2 separate regions of the Sorghum bicolor genome follow, and region 2 is linked to region 1. The links are chromatin contacts, called in public HiCAR-type maps. All regions are on one chromosome and are shown on one strand. The core of a region is the stretch at or near the end of the contact, and the rest is flanking DNA. Distances in the headings are between cores, read along the strand shown. Region 1 holds the start of LOC8072021 (60S ribosomal protein L12-1). Region 2 holds the start of LOC8072025 (chaperone protein ClpC1, chloroplastic).

Evidence for each region. HiCAR-type assays count read pairs that join an accessible place to other places.
Region 2: a contact with region 1 is called in a HiCAR-type map of leaf, with 4 times the contacts expected there. The contact joins the promoter of LOC8072025 here to the promoter of LOC8072021 in region 1. A contact is called at or near these places in 1 of 4 Hi-C or Micro-C datasets (leaf) and 1 of 1 datasets of contacts at active chromatin or transcription factors (leaf).

What each region holds. Positions count from the first base shown.
Region 1 is chr6:40,234,350-40,238,534 of Sorghum_bicolor_NCBIv3, forward strand. It overlaps LOC8072021 (60S ribosomal protein L12-1), which reads left to right and starts at 2,075. Exons shown (of 2, transcript XM_002446300.2): 1 at 2,075-2,665; 2 at 3,346-3,647. The coding sequence starts at 2,163. The coding sequence ends at 2,663. LOC110436234 (a long non-coding RNA gene) reads right to left here and starts at 1,944. Exons shown (of 3, transcript XR_002454040.1): 1 at 840-1,944; 2 at 403-529; 3 at 1-272.
Region 2 is chr6:40,438,212-40,442,258 of Sorghum_bicolor_NCBIv3, forward strand. LOC8072025 (chaperone protein ClpC1, chloroplastic) reads right to left here and starts at 1,631. Exons shown (of 10, transcript XM_002447679.2): 1 at 1,462-1,631; 2 at 251-856. The coding sequence starts at 812.

The sequences.
Region 1 (4,185 bases), core at 825-3,324:
TGTGTTGCCTTTTTTTTTTGCACTCGCAAGAAAAAGGTCAAAGTTAAAAATACAGGGCAAGACAGGAGATGGTTCAACGTACACTACTGCCACTGACTGAGAAACAATGGAGATGACGACGCATTGGGCAGTGTAATCAACAATCTCTTCTTCTAGATGTTGGAGCAGAAGTGGACTTCAGGATGATGAGGTTAACAGATGACGCTCTTCTTCTAGGCATTTGGAATGGAAGTACAAGCTCTGACAGCAGCACCTCAACAACCATCCGTCACCTGGCATGCACACAGACGATCGACGGGATCAAGGATAATGATAACAAGGCTGCACTCTGATGCTGCCTCGTATAGCACCTACTGCATGCTGCTGCATCAGAAATTCAGAATCCCTGAAAACGTAGTGTACCTGTAAATTCAAGCTTTTCCTTGGCGTCTTGGACCAATGCCATCTCGGGACGCTTGCTTTGCGTTGCTTTGCTTTGCTCAAAGGGATGATCAATGCCATCAGGCTTTGCGTATTTGCAGTGCGCTGCCTGCATCAGCCCAGGGTAAGCTTGACATCATCCATGGACGAACTGAAATGAAATCATCTCTGAATGAATGCAGCAACGGCGGCAGGTTGTCGGTCGATTCCTAGTGTTCTTTTTATTTAAATACAGGACGTAATGAGTAATGACCATGAAGCTGCAGAAACGCAACGCTGACTACTCATGCACCGATCGAAAAGAAAAAAGGAGGATTAGATTCTTCATCAACTGCAGCACAAGCTGATTGGAAGGCTGCTAAATGTGCCTTGCTGCCTGATCAGGAAAAGCCGAGAGGTGTTATAACTCGTTCGCTCACTGGTAATCAGGCAAGGGGATGCTGGCCGCGAACAGTGTCAGTTAAGGTAGATCGTCTTGGACAGACAAGGACCTTCCATCCATCAGCTTTCAGCTCCCGATGCCATGTTATCCGCACCCAATCGAATTGGGAGCTGCGGCAACTGCAAGTGGAAGCTCAAAGTTAATGTCAGGTTGTTAATTAACCCAGGAAATCTGCAGATATCGGCTATTCATTATTCTGATCAAATATAAGCTTCTGATGCCGATCGGGTTATGTATGAGGAATAAACAGGCTGACTTTTCGTCACCGATGAAGTGGAGGTTGGACCATGTAATGTATGCGAGCGCGTCGTCTCGTTCTCGTAGTCACACTCACACGCACTGTTTGGGGGAAGCTGACGGTGCAGCGGCAGCAGCGCACCAGCTGAGGCTGAGGTGATTGCTTGGGATCCATGCAATGGCCACGCAGCGTCGGTGTCATCGTCGTCAGCTCCATCATTGCTTCCAAGGCTAGAGAAGGAAGGAGAATCCATGGCGGTGGGTGCACTCGACGCGAGTGAGTGGTGAAGGCATTGCATTGCCTTGTGAAGTGAACAACTCAGCCATGGTTGACGACGAGACGATGGAACCAGAACCAGCAGAGAAAGATTAATCTTGTGAGAGAGCAGGAATCGAATGGCCACATGTACAAGCTTGCCCTGCTGAATCGACCACACACACAGCCCGTAGCAAAAGCGTATTCATAAACTCTCATCATTGTGGTTGCTTCCTTTCTCCTGCACCTAATTAATACGTTCTGTGTGTTTCTAGTACTTTATTAGTGGATGATGATGATGATGAACCTCAGCAGCAGCAGCAGCAGCTACGCCTGCTTGAATTGAAACCCACCTGAACAGAAGGAAGGCGGCAGGTAGCCGTCGCGAACTCGCGATGGCAGGCAAGCATGCATGTGTCAGGACACCGACGCTTCACTGGCCGCCACGCCACGTCAACCCACTTCCACTTTGTGGAGTCAGCGCCAGCGCGGCGACCGCCGTCGAAACGGCACGCCGCCGGCCGCCGCGCGCGCTCTCTGTTCCTGAATCCCTGATCGGCGTGGGCCGGGAAGGGGGAAGATGGGCCACATCCATGTGTGGGCCGAGTTTTATATGGGCTTTCAAAGTGACCCAAGGCCCAAATCACAAACAAGCCAACGAGATGGGCAAGCAAGCCTACCTTGTAACGAGACGTATATAAAGACGCCCACCGCGGCCTGCCGAAACCCTAACCATCCGCCGCCGCCAGTCCGCCGCCCTTTCCCAAACCCTACCCAGCCGCCGAGCAAGCAGCAGCAGCAGCAGCCATGCCGCCGAAGCTCGACCCGTCGCAGGTGGTGGAGGTCTTCGTCCGCGTGACGGGCGGGGAGGTGGGCGCGGCGTCGTCCCTGGCGCCCAAGATCGGCCCGCTCGGCCTCTCCCCGAAGAAGATCGGCGAGGACATCGCCAAGGAGACGGCCAAGGACTGGAAGGGCCTCCGCGTCACCGTCAAGCTCACGGTACAGAACAGGCAGGCCAAGGTCTCCGTCGTGCCCTCCGCCGCCGCGCTCGTCATCAAGGCGCTCAAGGAGCCCGAGAGGGACAGGAAGAAGGTCAAGAACATTAAGCACAGCGGCAACATCAGCCTCGACGACGTCGTCGAGATCGCCAAGACCATGAGGCCCAGGTCCATGGCCAAGGAGATGGCCGGCACCGTCAAGGAGATCCTCGGCACCTGCGTCAGCGTCGGATGCACCGTAGACGGCAAGGACCCCAAGGACCTGCAACAGGAGATTGATGACGGCGAGGTCGAGATCCCATCCGCTTGAAGGTGAAATTCGTTCAACCTCTCTTGTTATTACTGCTACGGTTTGCTCTTGCCAGGGTTGCAGAGAGATGCTACTGTTATTGATTTGTTTGTTTCATGTCATGGGAAGCTAATTGTTAGTATATATGTCTAGCTTGTTTGCTTGTCTGAAAACTGTTTGCTGATTTGTTGTGAGAGAAAGCACTGCGGAATGGCTGACAGATTTGTTGTGTAGGAACTTCAGCAGGTTCTGCTGTGCTACAACTCTTTTGTTATTGAGAAGACCATTTCAATATCCTGTTGAGTGAGCACTGTTTGTTTTTGCTAATAGTTTTTCATTGAGGCCTAGATATTAATTTAGTTGATCAATCCAATCATTATGGTTCATTTGGTCAATCAATAGTGGAAATAAATGGTTTTGTGCTTCAGTTTGAATGCGGAAATAAATCGTTTTGTCATTCAATTTGAATGTCGATGGATTATATAGCTGCCAATTTGGCCAAGATTTGTTAATGTTTTTTCCTTGTTTAGACATGATTTCAGTGTGGCATTGTAAATGGTTGTCCAAATTTCACCGCCTTCTGTTCAACAATGTATCTACCCTTATTGATCTGCAGAATGCCTCAGTCGAACCACATTGCTTATGTTCTATCATGAGATCCAACATGTAATTGATGTCTTACATTCATTTCTTGTCTACGCAGACTAGGCATCGAAGGAGACTACCATTGGTGCTGCTGAAGTGGTGTTTGTTCTGCATTCTGCTGATGTACCTTGCCAAGCAATGTGATTCCATCTGTTTTTGTCTAGCTATGTTAGTGTTATCTTGTGAGAGACCTCAATTTTACTACCACATCTTTGTTGGATGCAGAGTTTTAATCACTTTAATCGTACCTCGTGTCCCGGATAAGTTTCGTCTTCCTTTTTGATTTGAAGGTAGCCTTTGGTGATTGTGGTCTTTCTTATAAAAGGAATGCAGCCTGTCTCAACTGGTTTGACGAGCGAACTGCTTCAGCTACCGATTTTGGTTCTGTCTGAAAATGCTTGTGGACGTTGGGTTTTGTGGGCGTTGGGTTCGAGTTCGGGAAGTCTGATGGCAAAGGTAGAGGCCAATCGGAAGGCTAGGTAGGAATCCAGGCCGCGAGGATGGCAGGCCCGATGGGCGTGTGAGCCGCAATCGGTTTCCACGCAGGTGCAGTCCTGAGTGCAGGGGCACTTGGTGGAGATCCCCTATAAATTAGGGCTTGGGGAGTTGTTTGTTTGGGGCCCTCCTTTTCAAGGCTTGAGAGTAGGGTTTTTGCGGTTTGTGTCCCTCTTCTCTCGAAAATGTCAACCTTGGATCTTGTTGTCTCCTATCACTAGTAGCCATATCCACTTGTCATGCTCACCCCTTGTTTTCCGTAATTACTCTTTTTTTTTATGTTGCAAGCGAAAATCAAGAGCCATGATAAGCACTCTCGTGTGCTCCCTCACTCCAAACTCATCGATCTCTGTCCTCCTCATGGCGCTCCCTCACTCCAAACTCATCGATCTTTGTCCTCGCT
Region 2 (4,047 bases), core at 381-2,880, 200 kb after region 1:
TTCTTAATGAGCAATCAGTAAACAAACATACACTAGCGCTTTGCATGTCCAGTAAAAGATGGGGAAGAAGAATACAATGTCATACCAGGAATTAAAAAATACTAGAATTTACACTGATTTGATTAATATTTTCAAGGTGCATCAACAGAGCACACCAAAAGTAGTCAGATAAAATTATAGGTAAATACATTAACCAACCAAACCTAATAACAGAAAATGAGCTAGCTATATAGATAGGTGAAGATAATACCAAGCTGACGAGCTTCTTCAAGGGACAATTCCAATACACGTTTTGCACGAGGCGTGAATGGGATTTCAACAGCCACAAACCCACTGCCACGTCCAATTATCTTTTCAACTTCCACTCGGGCATCCTTAAGATTGATTCCCATAGACTTCAGAACCTTCGCCGCAATTCCCGTGCCCTCACCAATAAGCCCCAGCAAAATCTGCTCTGTCCCAACAAAGTTGTGTCCAAGGCGCCTTGCCTCCTCTTGCGCGAGCATAATCACCTTGATTGCTTTCTCAGTGAAGCGTTCAAACATGGCACGAACAACCCCTCGTGAGGCCGACCCGCGCGGCCTTGCAATCTGACTTGCCACGATCGACACAAAGTCACGCTTGATCACAGACCTCGTGTCCAAAAAGTTTGTCTGACGCAGCCCTTGGAAGCCACCAAGAGTAAGAGTCCTTGCTGGCATATTGCGCACCATTGTAGCATTTGTTCTGGCCCTTGCACGCGCGCGGAAACGACCTGAGCTGCTTCTGTAAACGGTTGGAACAATCGCAGACTGAACTAGAGCGCCCTCCATGTTGAACTAGCAGAAGGCAATCCCAGGCCTCTACCTACCAAGCCCTGTAAATTTGTAAAAGGAACTAAGTAAAACTGTAAATATCACAAAATGTTGTGCAGATGCAGCTAACCAAACTAATTCACATGGAAGAAAAGAGTTTGCAACTAAATCTGAAGGTGGCAAAGGATTCAATGAAGCATCAAATACAATAGCAACCACCATACTGAAACGATTGCAGGTCTCGAATAGATTATATTTCCTCGAATCGACTCTACAGCCTTTCTATGCCGACACAGGCGTGCATGCTTTAGAATCCCAAATCGATTTACCCCTTCCAGCCGCCGTTCCGCGTTGCTAACTTCAACGAAACAGAGTCGAGAGATATGGTTGCCGGTCGAGGCAACAAGACGCCCTCTAAATCGTATCAGCAGAACCTCAAGTGGTCAGCATCTACCCTAGGCGACGCACATCAAAAGCGACGCCGCCGGAGCCATCCGCGCTACCCAGTAGGAAAGCACCCGCGGATGCGCCGTGCAGGCCAGCCAGGGGATGAGCCGGCGGGACCTGATTCCATCCAACAAGTCCTCACCCCCAACCCCAACCGCGACGCGCCGACAGACACCCTACACAAATTCAGACGGGGAAACGGGAACGGGGAGATTATTACCGCGCCGAGTTTCGTCTCCCGCAGAGGGGCCGTGGAGCGCGCGCCGGCGGAAGCGTCCCGACCCTGCGCCGGCGAGGCGGGGGAGGAGGTGGCGGAGGAGACGAGAGGGAGGGGCTAGCTGCCTGCCGCGGTAGTGGGAAAAAGGAGAGGGGAGGGGAGAGCCGGAGAGGTCAGAAGATAAGGAGAGGAGGAAGGCGACGGAGCGAGACCTTGCGCTGCGTTGGTGGAGTGGGTCGTACGTCACCCCCATCCCAACACGGGCTTTTGCAATTTCTCATCTTTGCCCGCGTGTGCAGCCCACTTAGCCCAACAACGGCCCTAGTTTGTGCAGGCTGCAGGAGGGCCCGCCTTGCCATGCCATCCTTTTTTTATTTCAGCCTGGTTAAGCCGAAAATTGCGAAAGAAGAAGAGCTTGTTCATTTGTATATCTCCTACTACAACTAAAAAGACCAAAGTGTGGACATCTTTTCTTTTGGTGCAAAAAAAAGTTTGGTTCTTCCGTCTGCCCGGTACCTGCGAACGAGTCCTCCCCTTGCGCAAACGGTACCTGCGAACGAGTCCTCCCCTCGCGCAAACACGCAAAAAAAGAAAGTTCGCAATCTCCACCTTCCTTCTCGGGTCGGCAATCTCCACCTTCCTTCACAAGCCTCTGGTCTCCGTCCCAGCATTCCACTCCTCCCTCGCCCCGCGCCCGCAGCGAGCCTCGGTGCCCGCGCACCCCGGTACGCGCCCCCCGTCCGCAGCGAGCTGGCTGCCCGAGCGGCAGCGCCGGTGCCCCCCAGTGAACGCTCGCGCGCGCACCACGGTGGACGTGGCCCGCGCCCCCCGTCCGCAGCGAGCCGGCTGCCCGGGCGCCTCCCCGCCCCCGCCCCCACCTCCCAAGTCGGGGATCCCGCCGCGGTACGACCTGGCCACCGTAGCGCCTCCCTTCCCCTCCCCTCCCCTCTCCTCCCCTCCCACGACGCCTCCAACTACGGCGGCGATGATCTCTGCCACCACCTGGATCCCCACTGCCCTTGCGCCAAAGTCGTCCCGTCGGCGACAATCCCGTGCGACATCACTCTCCCCGAGCTCTTTCTCGCCGCCGAGCCCGTTCCGCCACCTCCTGCGCTTGCCTAAGTTGTAGTATCGCTGCCTCCTCTCCCTCCCCATCACACCCACGCCTGCCTATCCCTGCCCCTGCCCTACCATCCTTTTTCTTGATCCAGATAGCCAGCCATGGCGGCTAGGAGGTTGGGGGCGACTGGATCTGCATCCCCCTCCCCTTGTAGGTGCTGACGGGTCAGGCGGGCCTGCAAGCGAAGCGTGCTTCTAGAGGACGCCGAGCCTCTATCCACGGCCATCGTCAGCAGATCCTGTGAGTAACTCCTCCTCATGCACCCTTGGCATGGTTTGCTTGTGCTCATGCAATGACACTAGCTCCTTTTCCTCCTCCTCGGCCACCATTATTGTTACTAGCTGCTATCCCAGCTAGAACACCATGGTTAATAAGTGTGTCGTGGTTGTGTCCTGATTAAATCATGTCTATCCTTTGGCTTGTCAGATGTTTTGTCCTATATATGTGTTATTTGTGAGCAAAGCTATGCTGCTGGCCAAGAGTTTGTGTTACATTGCGATGAAATCCCATTATCATGTCTACTCATGTTTGTGAAGTGGAAGGAGTGATGGTCTACTTGTGCGATGTTTCTACAGTTATGTTTCTATTTTGATGTCAAATTGTCAATAGGTTCTGTAATTTTGCTACTAAATTTATTGGAAGAAAAATAGAAACACATGCTCGCAGGGTCATAATGCTTGCCACGTACATAATATTGGGTGCATTGGACTATTTTTGGAGCATTCTTATGAATAATCATGTTATTGTTATCGAAATTAAATGAACTTACATCTTTCATTTATCACTTCTACACATTCTGCGGTAGATATTTATTCCATATTTCATACCTTACTGTTGTTATATAGAGTGTTCTTCAATGAGTTTGACTTCTTTTTCTGCTAGATTTGGCTCTGTCTTTGGGCCATCCAAGCCAGTGACTTAGCTGGAGTTCATGGTGGCACATGCTTAAGATTGTGGTATCAATCACCAACTGACTAGGCCACGGCCATGGTTGGAAGGTAAAGCTCTCAACTGTACCTTTTCAATTCTGCTACTCAAACTTCAAATCTATCTCTAAAAAATTATGTGTTGTAGTACAAATATATTAATTAAGATTTTTTATCATTCATTGGATCATGGAGTATTATGCGTAAATTTCATTATGTGTGTTTTAAAACTATATTGGCTACAGAAGGATAATGGTGGTATTTCTGCCCAAAAAATGTTGCAAGCTAGGTTACATTATGTATTTATTTCTATTAAATAACTAGACTGCTGCACTGTTTTGTTTTGTCTATTAGCCTAAGTATGATGGAGACTCTTGATAGGACTAAGGGAAACGAGTTTAGCTAATATAATTAACAGTATTGTTGAGACTCGTGGATCCGTGGTAGAAATGTGCCATTGAAAGAGGGGATACAGAAGGCACTTTGAAAAATGGATCATCAGGGTTGGTCCTTGCTGAATAACAAAATAGGATTGCACTATAC